Linked DNA regions of Mus musculus: all the other regions are linked to region 1. A link is a contact called in public HiChIP or PLAC-seq and promoter capture Hi-C data. All regions are on one chromosome and are shown on one strand. Each heading gives the region's core, a stretch centred on a gene start, on an enhancer-like site or on the middle of the called end of the contact. The rest is flanking DNA. Distances are from core to core; before and after follow the strand shown.

Region 1 (6,077 bases), core at 2,370-4,869:
GAAATGTGGTCTTACATAATCCTGGAACTCATCTAGGCTGGCCTTGAACTCATAGAGATTCTCCTGCCTCTGCCTCCTGAATGCTGAGATTAAAAACATGTGTCAACACTGCCGGCTGTTTGTTTGTTGTGTTTGTTTTAAGGTGTGGTGCTTGCTCCGTATACCAGGCTGGCCCAGAAAAAGAAGGTGGGTGCTCTTCTTTATCACTTTCTGCCTAGTTTCTTTTGGTAAGGTCTTTTTCCAACTTGGAGCTTGGTTTTCTCAGCAAGGTTTGAAACCAGCAAGCCCCAATTCCTTCCTCTGCCTAGGTCAGAACCAGTGCTATAGCCATGTGCTGGACACTTGGCTTGTGATATGGGTGCTGGGATACAAACTCTGGTCCCCTTAACTATGCAGCAAGTACTGTCAGCTGATGAGCCCTCTTTGCAACTCTCCCCTGGCCTAGGACATTTGGCGGCAGATTTTTGATGAATTTTTAAAGTTTTTTTTTTTTTTCTTAATAGTTAGTTTATTCAGATTTCTGCTTTTTCAAGTTTATAACTTATGCAAAATAAAGTTTGCATGCTGTCTTAGTCAGGGTTTCTATTCCTGCACAAAGATCATGACCAAGAACAAGATGGGGAGGAAAGGGTTTATTCAGCCAACACTTCATGTTGCTGTTCATCACCAAAGTAAGTCATGACCAGAACTTAAGCAGGTCAGGAAGCAGGAGTGGATGCAGAGGCCATGGAGGGATGTTCTTTACTGGCTTGTTTCCCCTGGCTTGCTCAGCCTGCTCTCTTAAAGAACCAAGACTACCAGCCCCCAGATGGTCCCACCCACAAGGGGCCTTTCCCCCTTGATCACTAACTGAGAAAATGCCTTACAGCTGGATCTCATGGAGGCATTTCCTCAACTGAAGCTCCCTTCTCTGGGATAACCCCAGCTGTGTCAAGTTGACACACAAAACCAGCCAGTACACCGCGATCATCAAATCATTTTGTTACTACTTCATAACTGAAATTTGCTACTGTTATGAATCATATTTGTAAATATCTGATAAGCAACACCTGCAGGACTTGTGACCCACAGGTTGAGAACAGCTGCTGTATGGGGCATTTTCTTAAGTAGTGATTGATGTAGGCCTAATTTTTTGTGGGTGGTGCCATGCCTGGCTGGTGGTCTTACGTTCCATAAGAAAGCAGGCAGAGCAAGCAATGGGGAGCAAGCCAGTAAGCAGCACTCCTCCATGGCCTCTGTATCAGCTCCTGCCTCCAGCTTCCTGTGTGAGTTCTTGTCCTGACTTCCTTCAATGATGGACAGTGATATGGAAGCATAAGTCAAATAAATCAGCCCTTTCCTTCCCACCTTGCTTTGGTCATGGTGTTCCATCGAAGCCATAGAAACTAAGACACACAGAGAGAAAATTTTATGTTTTTCTAAGGAACACAGGCTTTATATCTTATATAAAATATTCGAGGAAGGAGGAAGAAAATAAGTACTCAGTAATGTTTCTTGAGAATCATACAGCCTTGATACCCCACACCATCGAAGGACAAGGTAAACAAAATAAACCAAGACTTCCCCAACAACTTTCCAAAGTATAGGTCAACTGTTTACATGAGTCTGTATGAAAACAAAACAACCAATGAAAATAAAGCAGCTTGTTTAAAGAATGAAACTTGAGAATGGGCCCTTTTCAAGTGGGGTGTGCTGGTGCGTGGCTATAGTCACAACATTGGAAAGTTAAGGCAGGAGGATTGCAAGTTCGAAGCCAGGCAGGACTACAGAGTGAGACCCTGTCTCTAAAAACAAAATAAACCCTTTCCATAAGAAAATGAACTATTGTGGGTGGGTAGGGGAGCAGGACGGGGGGGGGGGGCCTCTGGGGGGGTATAGGGAACTTTCGGGATAGCATTTGAAATGTAAATAAAGAAAATATCTGGGCTGGTGAGATGGCTCAGTGGTTAAGAGTGCTGACTGCTCTTCCAAAGGTCCCAAGTTCAAATCCCAGCAACCATGTGGTGGCTCACAACCATCCGTAACGAAATCTGATGCCCTCTTTTGGAGTGTCTGAAGACAGCTACAGTGTACTTACATATAATAAATAAATAAATCTTAAAAAAAAGAAAATACCTAATAAAATAATAATAAAAAGAAAATGAACTATTCAAGATAAATTGGATTAACATGTCCATGTGAAAAAAAAACTCACATGAAAGATAATCATATTCATTATCAACATGAATATAAAAATTAATTAGAACACAAAAATCTATATCACATTATGACAAAATTATGAGAATGTGAGGAAATCCCTCTCATACGTAAATGGTAGGAGAGCAATTTAGAATATCTAGTAAAAGCGTTTACATTCCAAAATAAAAACAATTATATACTCAGGTATATTTTGTACTGAGGATGTGTTCACATTGTCATTACTTGACAAAATAAGCAAAGCCTAGTGTCTTCCCGTAGTAAATGAATTTATCCATGCACACCACTTAGTATAGTGTCTGGGGTATAAGCTAAGCATCATATAACACCTTGTTATGTATCATCACCATCGATCAGTCAGTCGTAGGAGAGATTCTACAAATCTATCAATATCATCAACACTGGGAAGAAACATATTTGCGATGCTCGAACACTGTCTGGATAGGTGTATTGAAAAGCTAATTAACCGCCAACGTTTGGTCAGTTTGGAGGCTGATTGCTCCTCTCTCTCCTAGCACTAAGGAGGAGCGTGTTTTCCGAGAGACAACGCAATCTTTCAGTCAAGTCGAGAAATCTTGGTGGGACCTTGGTGTTTGCCTGGTGCTACCCTTGGGTTTTGGTGATTTGCTGCAGGGCTGCAGGTATTCAGTCCTTTCTGGACCGCATGTGTAGGGAAAGAGGAACGAAGGAACGGTAGTCACCAGGGAGGCTGGTGAGGGTCCTCTTGGAAAGCTGCCCGGGACAGAAGGGTTGCAGTTCTGCAGCCAGAAACCATCCCATCTTGCTGCTTAGGTGTTGTTGGAAAGCCACTTGCCCAAGAGTGGAAGCAGGCGGCGCTCGGAGGAGAGCGCACTCCAGCTTCTGGCCCAGGCTTAGCTCGCGGCAGCTGACTGCGGGCAGGACGCAAGCCTCGAACTTCAAGTAAGAACCTCGGGCCCCAGGAAAAACTTAGGCAAAGCTTGCAGGCGGATGATCGCCTCCGCGCAGATCCTGAAAGCCTCCTCCGAAGGAGGAGCTTTCACGTCTAGAACGTCAGGCCACTCTGGCTGTGAGAGGGGCGGAAGCCAGCCTCGAGGGCTGAGAGCTTGTGGCCGCTGAAGCCAAGTTCTTCCGACCTGTGCACCGCGTTTCAGGAGCCATCGGGGAGCGATCAGTGGACAGCAGAAGAGAAGCAACGAACCCTGGAGGATCTGAGATCTCCTCCACCAAAACGCATCCAAGGGCCTCATATCCAGTTCTTTACGTGCCCACGACTCTCCGGCTGACCCGGTGCAAAACCCCAGCTTCCTGTTAAGGGTCCCGAGTGTAGCTTCCCGGCAGCCCCTAACACCCGGAGCGCGACAATCTAGCGCACCGGGAGCGGCAGGCGCGGGCCCGCACGGACACAGTGCGCACGCGCAGGGGGTGGGCCGCCCGGTCAGCCGGAGCAGTGACGAGCCCGGAAGCGCCGGCGCGCGCCCCCTCCGCCCCAGAACTAGTTTGGTTCGGTGTCCTCCGAACGCCAGCCATCCGTAGAGGACCCCGCACGCTCTCTCCCGCACCCGCCTGCTGGCCAGCACCGCCCGCGATGTCTAGCAACAGTTTCGCCTACAACGAGCAGTCGGGAGGAGGGGAGGCGGCGGAGCTCGGGCAGGAGGCCACCTCGACCATCTCTCCCTCGGGCGCCTTCGGCCTCTTCAGCAGCGATTGGAAGAAGTGAGGACCGGGGTTCGGGGTGCGGGAGCGCTGCCGGGACGCGAGGCGGCCGCCCGGGCTGCTCTCGGTTCCTGGGGAACCTCCCTGCCGCCCCCGCTGCGGTGGGTCGGTGGGTGGGTGGGTGGGGGTGGCCCCGCCGGGTGCGGGGCTTGTTGGGGACGTCTGGGGACGCCCAAGGCGGCGCCTGTGGTCTTCAAACTTTGGTGTGTGTGGGGGGGAAAAAGCAAACCAGTTGGTGAGCCGAGGTTCCACTTCCCAAACCGTTGACTGAGTTGATCTGGGCTGCGCACAGGAGTTTGAATTTTGAACTTCTAGTGAATTTGAGGTCTACAGGATCAGACCTCGAGAAAGTCATTTATTTAAAGGTGACGAGGGTATTTGGGGAAGGGAGTGGGGAGTGGGCCTGCTGCTTATTGGGACCCTATAATGTAGGGACTAAGCGGTGGTTTGGGGGTTTTGTATAAATGACAAACTTATTTTTTCTACCACCTTTGGCGTTTTTCATGTGATGATCTTTGCACCAGGGTACTTCCCCGCCCCCACTGAAGCACTGAGATAATATTTAAATAGAGTGTTGTTGTGAACCAAACCCAGTTCTAGTTCTTTACAAATAGTATGAATTTTAAAAATAAGCACCAACCGTGTATACTGATTTTTGTAAAAAGTTACTTATGGTTCGCGTCAAATACCGCCAAGAATTGAAAACATCCTTAGCGGGTTCTGTTTTAGTTTGGGTTTTACATTTTGGCGTGTTGATGGGCTGTGGATAAATGTACAGAATTATGACAACTTAGATTATTTGTCGTTCCCCTCCCTTTTCTTTCTGACAGGGTCTCACTGTGTAACCTTGGCTGGCCTGGAACTCACTAGGTAGAGCAGGCTAGCCTGAAACTCAGAGAAATCCTCCTGCCTCTGCTACTCCAGTGCACACACCACCATGCCATTACACATTCTTTTTAAATTTTTGTTCTCTTATTGTTACGCAGTATAGTAAAACATAATAGACTATCACTAGATTCTACCCACTTAAGGTAAGGAAACTTGGTTGATAGTTTTATGGATATTAAGAGGTGTAACTAAAATAATAATTGGTGGGGAAGGTGGTTAGAGACAATCTTGTTCTGTAGCTCAGGTTGGCCTCAAACTGGAACTTGCCATTCTCCTGCCTCTGCCTCCCAGGTGCTAGTAGCTGAAATTGAGATTAAGATTTGACTCTATTGATTAACATCTTGTATAAAGCATATTAATTATCTTTGTGTTCATTATTTTCAGGATATGAAAGTGTAAAACATAATAGATGTCTTCTGTCTTTGTGTGCATTTGTGTGACTGATTGATCCAACAAGGAGTTTTTGGTAACTCCACATTTCCCTCAGTAGAAGGTCTCAGTTGTTGAATTTGCCTGTGACTTGGGGTACACTTAGTCAGCCTTTCTGACGCGTAAGCATCTGAGGTGTTTTTTCCTTTTCTTTTAGATCATGTAAAAGCTTGGGCCTGATTTGGGAAGAATGCATGGCTTTCTAGTGCAGTTGATGTTAGAGTTGAGTTACAAGGAGCTAACATTGAATGCTTGTGCATGGGTATTCATAATTATCATCTGCAGTGTGTTTCTACATTGCTGGAGCTTTGCTTAGGTAAGTGCTCTGCCTCCGAGCTCCATCCCTGGTCCTCCGTCCTTAGTGGGCTGTTACTGGTGCTTCTCTGATTCCACATTATGGGTGAGGAAATTGGAGTCCAGTTGGTTAATTTGCCCAAGGTCACAAAGCTGTCAGAATTTGAACCTAGCTAGACATTATCATCTCTGTTCTTTCTTTAATGTGTTTGTTTGCATATGCTATTAACTACTTGAAATCAATGCTATTTTTAGGGAATGCATACAGCTCACCAAAAGTTTAAAACTTGAAAGTTCCAAGACAGCCAGGGCTATACAGAGAAACCCTGTCTCGAAAAAAAAAAAAAAAAAAAAAAAAAAAAAGAGAGAGAAAAAACGTTTGTCTTTTGAGATAGGATCTTACTATGTAGCCCAGGCTGGCCTCAAACTTGTAGTCCCTGCCTTAGGCTCTTGCATAGCTACTATATGACCTTGAAGCTTTCAGGAGTTGAAACACTGGCTACTGAGCTGCAGCCTGATAGAGCTAAGTGTGTAGGAAGCAGCAGACTCCTGTTCTGGAAGTGGCCACTTAATCT
Region 2 (6,077 bases), core at 2,192-4,691, 58 kb before region 1:
ATGGTGGTATACACCTGCAATCTGGGCACTAGGACACAGAGGCAGGAGGATTACTACATATTCAAGGCCAGCCAGGGCTACAGAGTAAGGAAGGGCATGTCTCAAAAGAAACAAACAAATGAACAAACAAACAAACAAACCGATAAATATCAGAGAATGATGTACTTGGCAGTTGCCATTTTTGCTAAGCAAAACTTAACAAAAAGCAAAAGAAAATTAAAAAGTAAAAATAAAATCGGGTTGGTGAGATGGCTCAGTGATTAAGAGCAATGACCACTCTTCCGAAGGTCCTGAGTTCAAATCCCAGCAACCACATGGTGGTTCACAACCATCCATAACGAGATCTGACGCCCTCTTCTGGAGTGTCTGAAGACAGATACAGTGTACTTACATAAAATAAAAATTAAAAAAAAAAATCAACCCTAGGAGACTGTACACATGATCTTTTTAAACACTAGAATCATCAATCCATGATAAGTACAGGAATAAACATGACTATGTTCCTGGTGCTAAACATTCTTTAAAATTTGTTTCTGGTTTTAATCAACAGTTACAAAACATTTCTGAATGGCAACCCCTCTCCTAACTTCCAGGAATGTCTTTATTTAAGCTGTGACCTGGCCAAGCCACCAAGATCAAGCCCTGCAGTTTGGCTGGCGTGCTGGGGCTGTCATGTGATATCCGTTGACTCAGAGACTGTTGGGCAATCAATAGCTGCTAAATCAGTCCTGCTGAATGAAACTCCAGTGTAAAGCTACTGACATCAACACTCAAGTGACATCCCCCCGGGGTAGTGATGCTCCACCATGATGGTCACACACCAGCGCAGCAGGTCAGTGGGTTCATTATTCCATGGAAGAAGACCCTGAAGGCCTCATCCTTGGAACCTTTCCAGACTCTCCTACTTGTCTCTTCTTTTGACTGCTTTAGACCTATGTCATGGCCCTATTTTAAATGGTAATCAGAACATAATAGCTGTCAGGAAATTCAATGAAATGTAGCAAATTTGAAACCTCTTTCCTTGGGATTCACCCCGACTTGCAGGTAGTGTCAGACGGGAGACCAGTCATAGAACTAACTTCAAGCCTATAGATAATCTATGAGCAAACAATGTAGCTAAAGCTGGCCCTCAGTCAAAGTTTGCCAGCCCCTGTTCTAGCTCATTAAGGTATCTGTGCATGCAACAATTATGCTTGTGTTCATAAGTGCCATAGTCTAATAATCAAAAGGGACCTGTATACGTGTGTGTGTGTGTGTGTGTGTGTGTGTGTATAACAGGGAAACTGAACATTTTGTGGCAACGCTGATGCTAGATGCACATATGTATATGTAGATGCACACACACATGAAATTAGTATGTGCACTTTCCTAGGCTTCCCATTTCCATTTATATTTTTCCCCCAGTTCCAAAGTCTTTACTATTTTAGAAAAGATGATCCATCCAGTCAGTGGAATGAAGAACTCTGTCCATTAGTAGTGCTGAAAAGGACTATGGATTCTACTCCATGTCTACTCGTACACCCAGTCATGGGCACAAGACTTGTAGTCAGTCAGCTCTTCGGGCTTAAACCATAGACCCATCTCTTTCTCAGCACTCTCCATTGGATCGCTGCCAACATGAATGCAGAAATCCCCACAAAGGTGCCTGGTTTAGAATCTACTGGGTTTTTCTCTCCCAGCATCTCTTGGCCAGTTTTCACCACATAGAGCCCCTCCCAGCCCATGGCCACCACCGGCCCTGAGTTCATGTACTTCTCCAGTCCCGGGAAGAAAGGATAGTCTTTCAGGTCAATGTAATGGTGCTTCAGGTGTTCTTTAGAAACCCAAAGAAACTTCATGGCTACCAGGCAGAACCCCTTCTGCTCGAATCCCTTGATGATCTCGCCCACCAAGCCACGCTGCACTCCATCTGGCTTCATGGCGATGAAGGCTCAAGGTTGGCCATGGTCGGGAAGCCGGTGGGTCGGCTAGTGTCTGTGATGAGCAGAAGCAAAAAGACTAGCTCCGTTTATATTTTTAATGCCTTTGAAGAGGTCTAACCCTCTGCCAATCAACTCAAGTTTTCTACAGTGCTATTGTGGAAACCCAATAACCCTTCAGTGTGTGATTAGGACTATTAAATAGTATAATAAGAATCCCAGCATACTAAAATATATATTAAGAGATTTCAGGAAATGCTGAAATGTTTTCTAGGAAACATAAGGAATCTATATCTTTGAAACTGTAAGCCAGCCCCAATTAAATGTTTACTTTTATACTAGTTGCCTTGGTCATGGTGTCTCTTGACAGTAATAAACTCAAACTAAGACACACCCCCTTCTCCAGTTTCATCTCCTAGACTATTATGAAGTAATTGTTTTACTCCAGCAATTGTGCTCAACTTTGTGTCACAGAGACGAGTGGACACCTTATCTGGATGGAGAGCTACTGGCCTCTGGATAGATGCTCTCTATTCAGATAAGGTCCACTCAACTTTATGATGACTCTTCCTAATCTGACCCCAGGGCAAGAGGTGGGATAGGGAACCACACCCACTCTGTTCAGCAGTGAGCAGAGGCCCAGTCCTTCCTTCCGCTCAACACAGATAACATTTGCTTTACTACTTGAAAAATATTTCATTCTTCTTCCATTTTCATATATGCATGTGAGTGCGTGTGGTGCATGTGAGAGCGTGTGGTGTGCATGTGAGTGCATGTAGTGTGCATGTGAGTGCATGTGGTGTGCATGTGAGTGCATATGGTGTGCATGTGAGTGCATGTGGTGTGCATGTGAGTGTGTGTGGTGTGCATGTGAGTGCATGTGGTGTGCATGTGACTGAGTGTGGTGTGCATGTGAGTGCATGTGGTGTGCATGTGAGTGTGTGTGGTGTGCATGTGAGTGCGTGTTTTCACGTGCAGGGACACATGTGGCACTCTGAGGTTTGTGCCAGGGATCATGCTCTAGTCTACAGATTCCCTGTCCTGACTTCTGAGGCAGACTTCATGCTTCTGAAGCAAGCATTCAAGCCATTGAGCCATCTCCTCAGCCTCCTCAGCATGGAAAGTATTAAAGGGTACTAAAGCCTATAAAAATAAAAACTATTCAGTGGAAATTTACATATTTGCTCTACAGCCGATCAGCTCCTGTTGTGCACTGAGAATTTCCTAACACCCATTTTCCTGTCTAGCCCTCAGTATGTCACGGGTGACCAAGGTCATTTTGTCTTCTACAACCCTGTGCAGAGCAGAAGAGAAACTAAAGGACAGAGTCCTCTGTTTCCCAGCCCAAGCCTTCTTTGTTTCTTTCTCTAGCACTTGACAACGGTTCTACCACTCTTTTCAGAAAAGATTTTGCCACCCTCATCACCAGGAATCCCACTGAGGACTTCAAACATCCAGCTCACAGTAGGCTGCAGCCATCCAGGGGAGTTTCATAGCAGCCTATCTCTCAGAGTGCATTGGGAGGAAATTAGATCTACACGTTTCCTCTGGCATGGTGCAGTCTCCTGATTTCCTGTGGGGCAATAACTGAATAAAAGGCGTCTCTCAGAAACAATTCTTTTTGACTCCGTAGAAAGATTCCTTGCTTCACTCTGTAGCAGCCTCATTTCGGGAAGAATAATGCAATTCAGACTGCTAAACAAGGTCTGATAACTCAGCCAGACACACAGCGTTCAAGCAGTGGCCATGTATTGTTAATAACATGGCTTTAAAAGTTCACAAAGGGCAGGAGAGATGGTCCAGCAGTTAAGAGCACATGTTCCACTTGGAGGAGCCCTGGGTTCCGTTCCCATATCACTATCCAGTTTTAGGGAATCTGGACTCCGTGGATACTAAAGTACCTACATGGTACACAGACATACATGCAGGCAAAACATTCATACACATAAAATAAGAGTAAACTCATCTTTACAAACCTAAGAGTTGTCAAAGATAACCATATCCTCTAAGCTGAAGGACAAATTCCAGTTCGCACAAATGCACACACTGCTTTCCTGAGTCAGTACAGGTTACACCACAGTGTGTGCTACAGCTGTTGAGTGTTTTGTTGTTACTTGTTTGTTGTTATTATCTGGTTGGCGGGGTTTTTTTGGGTTTTGGGGACAAGGTTTCTCTGTGTATCTGTGGCTGTCCTGGAACTCACTGTGTAGACCAGACTGGCTTCAAACTCACAGAGATCCACCTGGCCACTGGGATTAAAAGCATGTTCTACCACCACCCAGCTCAGCTGTCAAGTCTTGGCTAAGGGGATTCTGTGCTGGGTTAGCTGTCCAGAAAGTCAGTTCTTCAGGGTCCAAAATCCAGAAACCCATCATCACCAAAACCAATTTCTGACTGTCTATTCAAATGCCGTATACCTCTCCCTCCTTCTCCTGGGCAACGCTTTATTTTTAGTTATTCTGCAGTAGAAATACAATTCCACCTTCAAGTTGTTTGAAAGTACAAGCACATCAATATTGCATGAGTTATTCAAATAATAAACAAACAAAACAGATGAGTGGAGCCAAAATACCATAAAGCAGAGATTCCTGAGTATTAAGCATTGTTGTCTTAAGAGAGCAATTACTGTCGAGTATACTATGTGAGGCCTGAGATATGCGGATATGTTATCTATGAAAGAGTTAGTTTAACCACAATATGTGTACTTAATTAATCTTTAAAGAAAACCAGGACCAAGACCAAAAGAAATTTTAAACATATTTTGGAGTTTATAAATTATCTCTTTTCTAATGCATTAGTGTCTGTAGCTTTTACTAATTCTAAGATTATTTTACAATTATTCACAGAGATTCTTTTTTAATAATATTTTATAAATTCTTTGAGAATTTGATACAATGTATTTTGAACATACTCACCTCCCTTCTCCAAGCCTCTCCTACAACTACTCCGCCCTCCCTCACCTTCCCAACCAACATTGAGTTTTCTTCTTCTTCTTCTTCTTCTTCTTCTTCTTCTTCTTCTTCTTCTTCTTCTTCTTCTTCTTCTTCTTCTTCTTCTTCTTCTTTTCTCCTCCTCTTCCTCCTCCTCCTCCTCCTCCTCCTCCTCCTTTTCCTCCCATCCAGGAAAACCAATCTTAGTAATCATGGCTACCCTTGTGTGTGGTCAACCTACCAGGGTCCTCATCATTAAACAATACTAACCTGTCCTCTCCCATCAGCTACCAAATACCAACAGAGCCTCAGCTAAGGGTGGGGTTTCATAGCCACCATCCCCCTGTGGTGGTTTGTATGTGAATAACCGCCATAGGTTCATATATTTTAATGCTTGGTCCCCAGCTGATGGGACTCTTAGAGGAGTGGCCTTGTTGGGGGACATGTGTCTCTGGAGTAGGCTTTGAGGTTTCAAGAGCCCATACCATTTCTAGCATGTTCTGGCACTCTTTCTGCCTCATGCTTGTAGATCAAGATGTGAGCTCTCAGCTACTGCTCCAACGCCATTCCTGCCTGCCTGCTGTTGTGCCCCTTACCATGAAGGCCATGGACACTAACCCTCAGGAACTGTAAGCTCCAAATAAACTCTTCTATAAGTTGCCTTGGCCACGGTGTCTTATCACAGCAATAGAGAAGTAACTAACAAGGAACTTACGCTAGGATTTGTCAGGATTGAGCTTGTCTATTCTGTGCACGCTGACACAGTCCTGTGAATCCATACCTGCAACTGCCTTGTTGTGTCCGGGAAGCATTGTTTCCCTGATGCTATCCGCTGTCCAGCTCACACAGGTCAGATGTGTATGTCCCGCTCGGGTAGAGCACTCCCCAGTCTCTGCGTCGGAGATTCTTAAGAGGGATGCTTTTTTTCAAAAGTTGCTTTGTAGAAGAGTTGGGAAGATGTGTCAGTGAGTGACTATAGGCTGCGGGAGCAAGGAGATCTGAGTTCAAATCACTAACAACCATGTAATCATGGAGCATGGCCACACATGTCCGCTGCCTTGGAATTGGGGCGTGGAAACAGGTGGAGAAATTAGATAGGGGTGAAGGGGTGGGAGAGAATCACTTGATTTCTCATTCAGTCTGACTATCTTGCTGTGTTTTCACTTTTGTAAAAGATAAATTTCTAGGGGCTGGTGAGGTGGCTCAGTGGGTTAGAGCACCCGACTGC
Region 3 (6,077 bases), core at 2,384-4,883, 37 kb before region 1:
CAGTAGGGAGAACAGCAGAACCACCAGCAGCAGGGAGAGCAGCAGTCGCTGGCCTCTCTGAAGGGCTGTGGCCTTCTTATACATTCTCAAGAGTCCCCAGAATTCCGAACAGAAACTGTCTTCAGCTGGTAGAATGATGCCCTTGCCAGAGCATGAGACAAATCACAGTCAGCTGCTATGGACAGTTTGAAGCAGCTCCATACCACACACCTGGGATTAAAACAAAAACATACTTCCATAACATAATTGTTTTGTTTTGTTTTTGTTTTGTTTTGTTTTGTTTGTTTTTTTTTTTGGTTTTTCGAGACAGGGTTTCTGTGTATAGCCCTGGCTGTCCTGGAACTCACTTTGTAGACCAGGCTGGCCTCGAACTCAGAAATCCACCTTCCTCTGCCTCCCAAGTGCTGGGATTAAAGGCGTGCGCCACCACTGTCTGGCTCATAATTGGGTTTTTAAAGAAGCCAAAATTCTCACTACACATGTGTTTGTCTATATGTGTGTATGCCACACCACAACACTTTGTGGTAAAAGGACACTATTTTAATATAGTTCATTGTCTTAGTAACTGTTCTACTGCTGTGAAGGGACACCAGGACCAAAGCATCTATATATCTATATCTACATCTATATGGCATTTAATTTGGGGCTTGCTTACAGTTTTAGAGGGTTAATCCATGTTCATCGTGGTAGGAAGCAAACAGACATGGCTTTGTAGCAGTAGCTAAGAACTTTACATCCTGGTACACAGGCAGAAGGCAGAGAAGAAGACACTGAGACTGGTGAGGGCTTTTGAAGCTTCAAAGCTCACCCCCAGTGACACACCTTCTTCTATAAGGCTGTACCTGCAAACTTCTCCCAAACAGTTCCACTAACCTGCGACCAAGCATTCAAATGAGGGCCATTCTCATTCAAATCACCACACACACACAAATAATAAAATTCTAAATTTGTATTCAAAGATCTAAGTCCTCCGATTTCTCCCTTTCAGGCTGTCCAAGCTGCTGCACACTGGGCTGGAAGGTTGAAGCAGTCTGGAATGGGCAGGATCTCCCGTCTGCTGGGAGTGAGTGTGTGGTGGTGGTGGGGCTCTCTTAGGTGAAGGCCTTCTCCGACTGTCTTTAATGAACCAGCTCTCTGAGATAATCTTAGCTCCTGCATATACCTTTATTCAGGATGGGCTTATATGCGTATGCTTTATTCGGGGTGAACCAAGGTTTATATAGTTTTGGGGAAGGGTGTGAGAATATCCAGCATGCGCAAAGGCTGGAGGCTGAGGCTGCTGAGACACCTCATTAGCACTGGGAGGCATCCTGGAGTCTCAGGCTCAGGACTATGTGACATTCCTCAGGTAGTGGGGTCCAGGATCCCCCAGAGAAGAGGAAGCCCCGCTGACAAAGGGGCTCAGGGCTGTCCGGTGATGTCAGACTCAAAGCTTAGCAGCAGGGTTTCTCGACCATCCATAAGACAAGTCTGTGTCAGGGTGATCCACCAAGTGGGTGATGGGAATTGAACCTGGGTCCTCTGGAAAAACTGTCAGTACTCTTAACTGCTGCACCATCTTTCCAGCCCTCAAAGGAAGTTTTTAAAAAGATTTATTGATTTATTATATGTAAGTACACTGTGCTGTCTTCAGAAACTCCAGTAGAGGGCGTCATATCTCATTACAGATGGTTATGAGTGACCATGTGGTTGCTAGGATTTGAACTCAGGACCTTCAGAAGAGCAGTCAGTGCTCTTAACCGCTGAGCAATCTCACCAGCCCTCAAAAGAATTTTTAACCTATTATATTAGAGAAAGAAAAATATAGCACTGATAAACGCTATTGAAATTACAAAATCATCATTTTTTTCTATTTCATTAATATAAAACTAACACTAATGTCTGCAATGAATGTTATCTTAAAATCCAAAATAAAGTAGTGGCTTATTATGGTATTTATTTTGGGGCAATATTTTGAGTACAGAATCTACAGACATGAACAGGTGTTGAATCAAATTCCATTCCTTCTCAATGTACCAGTTCACGTAAAGGCATGCCTGCTACCTGTGGTTTTTAAGAATAAGATTTCCAAGATGTAATCTTCTGAGAAACCATACAATAAATCCCAAAGGATAACAGCATTTTAGATTAAAGTAAATGTGTGTGGGGGGGAGGGAGGGGGAGAAATCTCTCTAATTTATCTATTTGGTGGAAGCATGGGGGTGCTTTTCATTCAAAAGTGAATTCAACTTTTTTTTCATTAGGAAGTTTAAAAGAGAGGAGAGACTGAGCTGTGTGAGCTGTGTGACTGTCCCTGTTGTAATGAGTTTTCACACCCCTTTCTCCCCTTGGTGAGCCGAATAGTCAAGCCTCCACCATGTCATTCCGTGGTGTTTGCGCTGCCGTAGCGCCCCTTTATAGATTTGCTTCATAGGAATTCATTTCCGGAAATGAAAGAGGACGGGGGGGGGGGGGGGAGAGGACGTGTTAAAGCAATGACAAAATCTTTGTATTTTTTATTAGATTTAACTCATCATAAGCCAGATTTAATTTTTTCTCTGGGGTTGTGATGCCTATCATGGTTATTTTTATTAAGGGGAGAATTAATCTTAGATCCTCTACGCTAACATAGATTCAAATATTATAAAGTTTAGCTGGGGCCAGGAAACCATCCAGCTCCCACCCAGACCTCTTTCTCAGCCCAGGGCCACACAAGCTCTGGGACACCTGCTGTGATGAGCCTTCTGTGAGACAGGATTAGGAAATCCATTGCTAAATATAAAGCTCCCTACTGTACAATACACAAAAGGCTAATCCCTCTCCAGGAAGCCTTTAAAGAAAAATTAGAGTCACTTGATTGCTTCTTCATCTAAGGTCTCCTGAACTCCAGACTAAGGATGCCTAATGCCCAGTCTTCCTAACCTTTGGAGTCCTTCACTTTCCAGGTTACTTCACTTCTCTCTGAAGAACTCACAGATAACCACACTCCCAGCTGCTTCTCACTCACTTAGCACACAGGATCTCACTGCATGTGCCTTGGGTATCAGTACCATTTAGCTCTGCCCCACAGTTACCTAGCAACAGCCAGGTGTGCCTGACTCACTCTAAAAGGGGCTGCTTGCCCCCTCTTCTCTTCTCTTCTCTTCTCTTCTCTTCTCTTCTCTTCTCTTCTCTTCTCTTCTCTTCTCTTCCTCTCTTCCCCCTCTGTCCCTTCTCTCCTCCCCCTTTCTCTCTCCACATGCTCATGGCCAGCCTCTACTCCTCCTCTCCCTCTCCCTCTCCCTCTCCCTTTCTCTCTCTCTCTCCTCCAACTCCCCTCCCCATGACCTAAATAAACTCTAGGGAAGGGATGCCTCAGCATAGGCCCACAGAGCACCCCACCACCACCACCCCACCACCATACTGCACCTCCACCAAACATATCCCTGGCTTCTTTTTCTTTTTCTAAAACACAACACTTCCACCAGTCAGCCAGGTTTTCACAGTCACTCCTCCTTCTTTTGTCTCTGAAATCAATGCCTCTGATTGGTCAACCCTCTGGATAGTCTAGCCAGGTCTTTCCAGAACAACCCTGGCCTATCCAGTGTAGGTCATTCTACAGGATATAACCCACCTGTCTCTAGCCTCGTTCCTTACTACTCCTCTCACTGAAGAGAAGAAGTCTGGGTGTGGACTCTTGTTCTCCTGGCTTCCCGTTGGGTTTGTCTTGGGGTTCTTATTGCTGTGACAAAATGCCATGCTCCTAAGCAGCTTGGGGAGGAAACGGTTTCTTTCACTTTATAGTTTGTAAACCATCACTGAGGGAAACCAGGGTAGAAACCTGGAAGCAAGAACAGCAGAAGAACAGGCCACAGAGGCTACTGGCTTGCCCAGTCTGCTTGCTTCTAGCATTTAGGACCAGCAGCCCATGGGTAGCACTACCCCACAGTAGGCTAGGCCATCCATCCCACTTCAATGACAAAAGGAAAAATGTACTACAGACTTGCCTAGGGCCAATTATAGAGGCATGTTTCTTAACTGAGAGTCCCTCTTTCCAAATTACTCTAGGCTGTGTCAAGCTGACATAAAACTGCCCAGCACAAGGAGTCACTGAAAGTAGGAAGGACCGTGAAAGCATTCACTTCCCTAGCTTCTGCTTTTTGAGGTTGCCTCAGGCTGACTGATTCATTTGACTGACACTAGGTATGTCACGCACGGTTCATTCATCTTACTTCTAGGGTCTTAGCCCTGCCTTATCGCTCTCCTTTTTGGCTAAGAAAAACAATGTCAGTTACTTGGTGCCCTACTGTAATTCTCTATAGCCCAACATCTTCATCGCAAATAAATTCTGGATGACTTTATTTTGGGGTACACACCTTACCTATTGTGACCCCGCTAAGTTGCCCCTTTTGGAACTTCTTGGGTATTTACATACAGCAGACCCTATGGGCTCACTCTTGCTCTCCCTAATGTGGTTGGTCCTTCACTAAATTTCTCAACACAACACCTCTTTTTTCTCAGACAGGAAAACTCTATCCCCTTCCACAGACTATTTTACTGTATGGTATTACAAATTCCACCTTGCCTTAGGGATGAATAGTGATGGAGAACTAGTGTCAGGTGCAGGAGGAGCTCACAGAGTTCAAGAGTCCAAGCCAATCAAAAACCTTGTTAGAGAAGCCATTTTGGAGCCAGTATTAACTAAGTTGAGATGGTATAAAGAAGATTGGTAAGAGCCTTAATCAGTGAGATGCAGAGGAGAGGGATTTCTGGGAGTATTTGGGGTGCAGAACAGCATTTTCAAAATTCCAGAAAACACTGAGTAGGAGGAGTGTCTGAAGCCCAGATAAATATTGCACAGGATGAAGTTAAGGATCACAGGACATAGGGATAAGAAGATCATTGTATTCCTGAGTTCCCCAGCCCTATGTCGCCACAGCTTGCCTCTGGACTCTGTAACTAAGAACAGCTATAGATGGTCTGAATGCTCAGCCTCTCTTCACTAATTCCTTTGTCTTTACTCAACCTTCCTTCCCTCTACCTTATTCAAGGTCCTATCTTTTACCAATGTCTCCAACTCATGAGGAAGGGTGGAATCAGGGACAATCGGTAAAGATCATTGAAAAGGCCAGATCATGAGTCTGTACACTATGTCTTTCAGGCCAGCATATCTGGCTGGTGCCTGAGTTTGCAAATAAAATATTTACTGGAACACAGCCACATTCATTCATTTAAGTACTGTCTATGCTGCTTCCCATGGATAACATCAGATCCAAGTATTTGCAATAGAGGCTATATCAATTACTTGACCTTTGCAGACAAAGTTTGCTGACTCCTGATACAGAGAGATAACCCAGATAGAAAGGTATCTGAAGTCTGGAGTGATGGCTCAATGGGTAAGAGTATGTCTTAGTTAGGGTTTACTGTTGTGAAGAGACACCATGACCAAAGCGACTCTTTTCTTCTTCTTCTTCTTCTTTTTTTTGTTTTTTTGTTTTTTTGTTTTGTTTTTTTTTTTTTTGAGACAGGGTTTCTCTGTATAGCCCTGGCAGTTCTGGAACTTACTTTGTAGACCAGGCTGGCCTCGAACTCAGAAATCCACCTGCCTCTGCCTCCCGAGTGCTGGGATTAAAGGTGTGCGCCACCATGCCCAGCCCAAAGCAACTCTTATAAAGGAAAACATTTAATTGGAGTTGGCTTATAGTTTCATTATCGTCATGGTGGGAAATATGGCAGCGTGTAGGCAGACATGGTGCTGGAGAAGGAGCTAAGAGTTCAACATCTACCTCCAGAGGCAACAGAAGGAGACACTGTCACTGGGCATGGCGTGAACATATCTGAGCCCTCAAAGCTTGTTCCTATAGTGACACACTTCCTCCAACAAGGCCACACATCCTAATAGTACCACTACTTATGGGTCAAGCATTCACACACAGGAGTCTATGGAAACCGTTTCTAGTCAAACTACCACAGAACGCTTGCTAGGCTCCTGAGGACCCAACTGTGGTTCCCAGCACCCACACCAGGCAGCTCCCTGTAATTCCAGCTCCAGGAGAATCTGTTGCCTCTGGCCTCTTCAGACGTCGCACACACTCTCCTGCCTCCCCAAACACACACAT
Region 4 (6,077 bases), core at 2,499-4,998, 36 kb after region 1:
GGCAAGGAGGCAGTAACATAAGAAATCAAGAAACTTGTGTTCTAGTTCTGACTTTTGTATCTCTGATATTAAGATATTTCTTCTGTGATCTAGAATCCATCATTTTGAAGACAAAATAAGGCAATCGTGTAACCCCGTTTTTACCTAACGGTATTTAAGGATTTTTGTTTGTGATCTTGTTGCTTACAGTTGTGAGCAGACAGTGCTGTGCATTTGAGCTAAAATCCTTTCTTCTCTTCTCATAGCAGAGTCTGAAACCCATCCGTGAAGCGGAGCTCAGGTGTGGCTAGGCTGTTTAAAGTGGGGCAGTGGGAAGGTGAATGGCTGACTGTAACAACAGTTGCACTAAGTGTGAGGAATCGGATGTTACCAGTTAGGAGAAGATCCCATGTTGTAGCAGTGATCTTTAAGAGGTGTGCCTTCATGGAAATCCGTAGATTATAAGGGTGGAAATTGTGTTTATGCAGGCACCTAAAAAGCTTGAGTGACTTCATTTCATATCTCTGAAGTTTTTTTTTTTTTTTTTTTTTTTTTTGGTTTTTTGAGACAGGGTTTCTCTGTGTAGCCCTGGCTGTCCTAGAACTCACTCTGTAGACCAGGCTGGCCTCGAGCTCAGAAATCTGCCTGCCTCTGCCTTCCAAGTGCTGGAATTAAAGGTGTCTACCACCACTGCCAGGCAGCAGCAGCTTCTTTAAATGTAAACACATATGAAGGAAGTAGAAGTGAAATCACCATAAATGGGGGAGACAAAACCCAACTACACATCTCTTGCCTCCAAGACAAGGCTGCTGTGCCAGGAGTTTGTTACATCTTAGTTGTATTGTTGGCAAAAGATGCTTGTGGAAATTCCCAAACAGCCCAAGCTGCTGCTAAGGCTCCTGTTGCTCTCAGTAGCCTGCTAGTAAGGCCTTCTTCACCTGAGGTCAGGGAGTCGTCAGCCGTCTTGTTGGTTCTCCCTACACTGAGGGCTATACCATGAGTGATGTCATCCCCTTGTGAGTGCAGACACAGTTGGCTCTGTTCCCCCAAACCATTCATTTTCATACAGTCATGCTGTCTCAGTAGCTGGCTCAATTGCTCATCTCCATCACAGCCGCTCCCCTCATCTTTCCGTCTTGCTCTTACTCCTGTGTCGGCCTTTTCCTGTCTTACTCACATTAGTCTGTTTCTGTCTCACCTGTCTCCCTAGGAGGACGGTAGTGGTCCCGTAATTGTTAAAGACACCTGTGTGGTTCCTGTTCTCTTCCCCACACTAATCTGGAAAGATGTTGAGATGCAAGTCCAGTGAAGCTTGTCCTCTGCTCAGAGCTCTGCAGTGGACTACATTTCCTTCTTAGGTGTCCATGGAAAGCCACCTCCTTTGCCTATGGTCCCCCAGCTGTGACATCACATCCTTCTTCCTCTGCATACCCCACCCTGGCTGCTCTGGCCTCCTACTTACAGAGTCTGCTCTGGAAACTGCTCTTCCTGCATCCCACGCTTCCCCCCTCCTTCATCGTCTCCTGAAAGGAGAGCTTGTGTGACCACTTTATGGAGAAACAGCAGCCCTGCCTCTCCTTCTGTATCGCAGGGCTCCCCACTTTTCTCTCGTTTTGTCTGTGCTACCCTCAGGTATGATATTTCTTGTTTACAGCATGTGTATTCGAAGGGGCTACATGGCTGAAGACACTGTAGAGTTGAGTTAGCCCTGGGATAGTGTTTAATGTGACAATCTTAGATGAGGTCCTTACAGAGCACGGACTTGAGAGATGAGGAAGTGGAGGGTTATAAGTCATAGCCAAATGTTGTAGCTGCAGTATTTTGTGAATTTTCTATGATACTTAGTAAGCTTCACAAAACATACAAGTAAAAATATTACAAGTAGAGAAATATAATAATAAAAGATGAGATTGCAATAAGGGATGTTTATTTTGTTCTTTTTTTGCTACGTAGTCCAGGTTAACTCAGACCTTCCTGCCTCAGATGCTGGGCTTATAAACATGCAGTTCTATGCCCAGGAGCCTTACTGAACATTTAAAAATGTCTCAACAGAAAGGAATTATGACTTCATACTGGAATTATAAAGCATAAAATATCACATAGTATTTCTATATCACTCATATATTTCATACATAATAAAGCTGACATACCACTTTAGCTGGACTTTTTGAGAACGAGAAGAAAATAAAAAGTATAAATAGCTATAAACTAAAGATAAGCAACCAGAAATCTACTGTAGCTGTGGGAAATTCCAGAGTGTGGACTGCAGATTCTGGGAGCTGATTCTGACAAGGGGGATGGCTTCAGTGAGGGGGGGATATGTCTGGAAGACTGACTGTAGAAAAGTCAAATGAATTGGTGGCACCTGTGATGGTAATGGAACCAGAGAGGACTTGGTTTACTGTGTAGACCAAGGAGCTTAAGAAGAGATCTCAGGGCAGCCGAGAGGACATTGGAGGAGTCACTGAAATAGTTTGAGCCCTGGATTGTCAGGCTCTTTTGAAGTAGGCTGACCTGAGCAAGGGTGGGGGACAGCTTTTTCCCCCCTTTCTTGACACTAGGGCTGATCCCAGCACCTTGTGCATGATAGATAAGCCTTCTGCCCTTGGCTACACCATAATAAGCTTGCAGTGGTGTGTATTACAGGCAGGAAGGGAAGGAACTGTTGGGGAAGTCCTCAGCGAGATGATGCTGGCCTGAGGTAGGGTCAGAACAGCCAAGACGTCTTCTCAGGAGTGATCTAAGAATGAGAACCAGGTCCTGGTTGCTGTATAGACATGAGAAGAGGACAAGACCTTTCTGTGGTGTTTGTTGTCTAGGAGAATCGCTGGAATGAGTACATTCCTCCTGTAATGTGTTTTTGCTTTGTCTTTAAATCTTTTATCTTGAAGACCGAGCTTGCTTTTAGGCAGCGTGACCGTGAGATGAGAGAGACAGCTGCTGATGAGAAGTTAGGTAGGGAGTTGGATGTGGAGCTCTGGGGAACTGATCCTGGTTTGTAGAAATGGGATTCCTAAGAGCGAAAGAAGTCTTCGGCATTTGGGCATCTGACACAGTGGTGGTACACAGACCTTCAGTGGGCGGAGGGAGAGGCACTAGTGAAGAGGCCTCTGAAAATTAGAGCTTGGAGACCCTCTGAGAATTTTAGAGAGCTTGGAAAATTCCCTGTGCTCATTGCTCATGTGCTACATTTTTAATGTAGAACCCTGGGAGATCTGGAGAGCACCTAGAGAGAGAGAGAGAGAGAGAGAGAGAGAGAGAGAGAGAGAGAGAGAGAGAGAGAGCGCCTGCAGGATCAGTCTGCAGGCCTTCATGTACTTCTTTGCTTCCCACTACCCCTTCCCCTCTTCCTCCTCCTCTTCATCCTTCCCTCCTCTCCCTTTCTCCTCTTCCTTTCTCCTTTTCCTCCTCTTCCTCCTCCTGTTTGCTACAGTCTCACACAGGCTAGGCTGACCCTGGATCTCCTCTTGCCATAGCAGTGCACTCCCATGTTCCACTGTACATTTTCCCTTTCTGTGTCTGTGTGTCTCTAGATTCACGTTGAAACCCGAGAGCGTATGTATTCATGGTGTGTGGAGTCGAGATGTGGTTGACACTGGGAAAGAGTTAGCTGTTATCATGGAGCTTGCTTTGTGACAAAGTCTTTCAAATATTTAGTGTGTGTAAAACTTCCCAGAACATGTTTTGCCTTCAGGCTAGTAACTTAAAGGCTCTGTCCTGATTGTCCTCTTTAACCCTGCAGATGATTGCGAAGGGGAAAAATGCCTCGGAACTCTTCCCTGCTGTTGTGAAGAATGTGGCCAGTAAAAACATCGAGGTAATGTCTGCTTTGACTGTATTTATGACTCCAGCTATGTAAGCCAACCACACACTTCCGACTGCTTCGGAATTTAATGTATTTAAATATCACTGGCTTTTTATTATGGTAAAATGTCTGCAAACTCAACAATGGGTAAAGTATGCCATCGAGTGGGTTTGAACTTAGCTTTGGGTTTTTCACGGAAACTGTGAAAAGTAAGATTGAAGTTGTAGTGACGGGTCCTTCCCCTGTGTCAGCTTCCATGATTCCTGAAGGGATAGCCTATCTCTAGTGACACAGACCTAGTAAATTCTACCCAGACTTGGGATTTGTGGCTCTTTTGCCAGGTCTAAGGCAAAAACAAAAACAAAAGAAAACACCCTAGAGATTTCTGAAGCTTTTTTTGGCTATCGTGACAGGCATAAAGTTCTCAGTGTGCGGCCTGCCTGGGTTTATTAACGGAGCTCAAACCTTGAGGGGCACTTTCTCAGAAGCTAGCTGACCCACTGACCTGATGCCAGAGCCATATGCCGCCATCTGTACTGCAGAGGAACTCTGGGTAAAGTGAGGAGATGGTCTCACTGGCTTTGGGGTCCCCCATATAAAATCCAGAACAGCTGCATCACAGATAACACACGACAGGGGCATTCTGAATCAGGAGGCCATGACAAGCATTTACAAGAGGCCCTAGGAGGGGGAGGGAGGTGATTTCAGGGAGTGCTTAGTTTATGGTTTTGATAGTATTTCAGTACATCATATGCGCCCCCCGCATTTAGCTATTTCTACATTTTATGATGGTATTTGTCTAGAGTTTCCATTTTCAAAAGTAGTCTGCAGTGGAAAGGATTTATTCCAAGTTACAGCTCCACATCACAGCCCATCACTGAGGGAAGTCAGAGCAGGAACCTGGAGGCAAGAGCTGAGGCAGAGGCCATGGAGGAGCAATGCTTATGGGCTTATTCCTCATGGCTTGCTCAGCCTGCCTTTTCTTACAGCACCCAGGACTACCAGCCAGGGATGGTGCCACCCACAGTGAGCTGGACCTTCCCACACTCCAGGCTAGCTCACAACTCGAGTTCCTTCTGCTTAATTTGTTTCTCCAGAGCATGTGGTTGGTGAGGATGTCTGCCAGTGTGAGTAGTTGTCCTCCTGGCAATGGAGTGTGGTTGGCGGAGGGCACTTGGAGACCTCCGTTTAGTAAAACCGGATCTAAGATTAGCTTGGCACTAGGGCAGTGGCTTTAAATATAGCTGTGTTCTCGGGAGGGCACAGACCTCGGTGCTAATGACTGCTCTCCCCAGCACGTGCCGCATGCAGCACTGCTGCTGTGTTCCTTCTCATGCCTGAGCAATACACCACTGTTCTCCACTGAGCCCCACTGCAGCTTCAAGCCCCGGCCCTGTCACCGAGTGAACTCTGTTGGGTAACGAGGTTCAGTCTGCTCTGTTTCATTTTGAATTCAATGATTTTAGTATATTCATAGAATTTATCACAATTCCACGGTATTTTCCTCGCTCCAAAAGAAAGCCTGTGATGACGGGCAGGCACTCCTCACTCCCCTACCCTCTCTTCTCCATGGATTTGCCTATCCTGGGCATTTCCCGTGGACCATTTTAAACGAAATCACAGGAGGTCTTGAGACCGTCCTAAGGCCCCAGCAGACTGACTGAAGATCATCAGCCTGCTGAACAGAGCCGGCTCCACGCAGCAGGCTGTCAGGGCTCTTCACACTGGAGCATTCCAGCCAAAAGGGCTTTGCAGTGACAGGGGCCAGAGAAGGCCACAAAAGACCTTACACAGGAGATCGATTGGAGAGGGGTGATCCTCCGAGCATGGGTGGAAAAACACACAGCACAGACTGGTTGTGATGGTGGACATTATAGGAGTAATGGAGCATGCGCATTGGGGACACATGCCAGGATGGAAGCATGTCACATTAGTGATGACAGGGCCATTGGCACCGAGTCCTTGAAGGTGAGGAACCCGGTTCTGGAATGGATACAGTTCTTATTTGGCTAATGCTAACTGTGCGTTCATGGTTGGATAGGGTTCTACTATGTGGGTACCTGTGTTTTGTGTCTCTGTCCATTGATGGGCTTTAGGACTTTAGGGCTGTTAGGAGCAGTGTTGCCCTGAGTGTTAGTGTCCAGGTACTCGTGTACACACTGATGTAGACCCTAGTCTGCTGTTGCTGAAGGTATGACAACTCTGTGGGAATATTACCTGCCAACCATTTCTTTCCTACAGCATCATTTTAAGTTCAAATCAGTGATGCTTGTGAGTTGCAGTTTTTCCTGTC

What was found. Promoter capture Hi-C pulls out the DNA fragments that hold promoters and counts their contacts. HiChIP or PLAC-seq counts read pairs in DNA pulled down with a chosen protein or histone mark.
Region 2: a contact with region 1 is called in a promoter capture Hi-C map of macrophages, with 7 read pairs. The contact joins the enhancer-like site here to the promoter of Ap3b1 in region 1. A contact is called at or near these places in 17 of 39 promoter capture datasets (the 3T3-L1 cell line, 3T3-L1-derived adipocytes, the HPC-7 cell line and 11 more), 1 of 15 datasets of contacts at CTCF or cohesin (the NIH/3T3 cell line), 11 of 484 Hi-C or Micro-C datasets (the AML12 cell line, LSK cells, bone marrow and 8 more), 7 of 115 datasets of contacts at active chromatin or transcription factors (the HPC-7 cell line, bone marrow-derived macrophages, embryonic stem cells and 2 more) and 3 of 9 other capture datasets (adipose tissue, macrophages and pancreatic islet).
Region 3: a contact with region 1 is called in an H3K4me3 HiChIP or PLAC-seq map of bone marrow-derived macrophages, with 2.7 times the contacts expected there. The contact joins the enhancer-like site here to the promoter of Ap3b1 in region 1. A contact is called at or near these places in 1 of 39 promoter capture datasets (macrophages), 8 of 115 datasets of contacts at active chromatin or transcription factors (the HPC-7 cell line, the SCID.adh cell line, bone marrow-derived macrophages and 3 more) and 2 of 9 other capture datasets (adipose tissue and pancreatic islet).
Region 4: an H3K27ac HiChIP or PLAC-seq map of trophoblast stem cells shows a contact between it and region 1, with 11 read pairs. The contact joins the enhancer-like site here to the promoter of Ap3b1 in region 1. A contact is called at or near these places in 1 of 39 promoter capture datasets (macrophages), 3 of 484 Hi-C or Micro-C datasets (forebrain, granulocyte-monocyte progenitors and nephron progenitors), 9 of 115 datasets of contacts at active chromatin or transcription factors (the HPC-7 cell line, the SCID.adh cell line, cardiomyocytes and 4 more) and 1 of 9 other capture datasets (adipose tissue).

The regions. Positions count from the first base shown.
Region 1 is chr13:94,355,341-94,361,417 of GRCm38.p6, forward strand. It overlaps Ap3b1 (adaptor-related protein complex 3, beta 1 subunit), which reads left to right and starts at 3,620. Exons shown (of 27, transcript NM_009680.3): 1 at 3,620-3,891. The coding sequence starts at 3,764. It overlaps Gm9776 (predicted gene 9776), which reads right to left and starts at 3,583. Exons shown (of 1, transcript NR_045619.1): 1 at 1,407-3,583.
Region 2 is chr13:94,297,915-94,303,991 of GRCm38.p6, forward strand. Gm38653 (a long non-coding RNA gene) reads right to left here. Exons shown (of 3, transcript XR_003950583.1): 3 at 4,982-6,077. It also overlaps the pseudogene Gm5668. Among named protein-coding and RNA genes, the nearest start is that of Gm32089, 3.9 kb to the left of the region's middle. Within about 2 kb of position 3,442, at least 19 of the 459 cell types and tissues checked have an H3K27ac peak or open chromatin away from gene starts, as enhancers often do. A contact at or near this core is called in the HPC-7 cell line, bone marrow-derived macrophages, granulocyte-monocyte progenitors and 4 more, where this site is marked.
Region 3 is chr13:94,318,583-94,324,659 of GRCm38.p6, forward strand. No RefSeq gene overlaps it. Among named protein-coding and RNA genes, the nearest start is that of Gm41022, 15 kb to the left of the region's middle. Within about 2 kb of position 3,634, at least 19 of the 459 cell types and tissues checked have an H3K27ac peak or open chromatin away from gene starts, as enhancers often do. A contact at or near this core is called in the HPC-7 cell line, bone marrow-derived macrophages and trophoblast stem cells, where this site is marked.
Region 4 is chr13:94,390,998-94,397,074 of GRCm38.p6, forward strand. Ap3b1 (adaptor-related protein complex 3, beta 1 subunit) reads left to right here. Exons shown (of 27, transcript NM_009680.3): 3 at 3,722-3,796. Among named protein-coding and RNA genes, the nearest start is that of Ap3b1, 35 kb to the left of the region's middle. Within about 2 kb of position 3,749, at least 17 of the 459 cell types and tissues checked have an H3K27ac peak or open chromatin away from gene starts, as enhancers often do. A contact at or near this core is called in trophoblast stem cells, where this site is marked.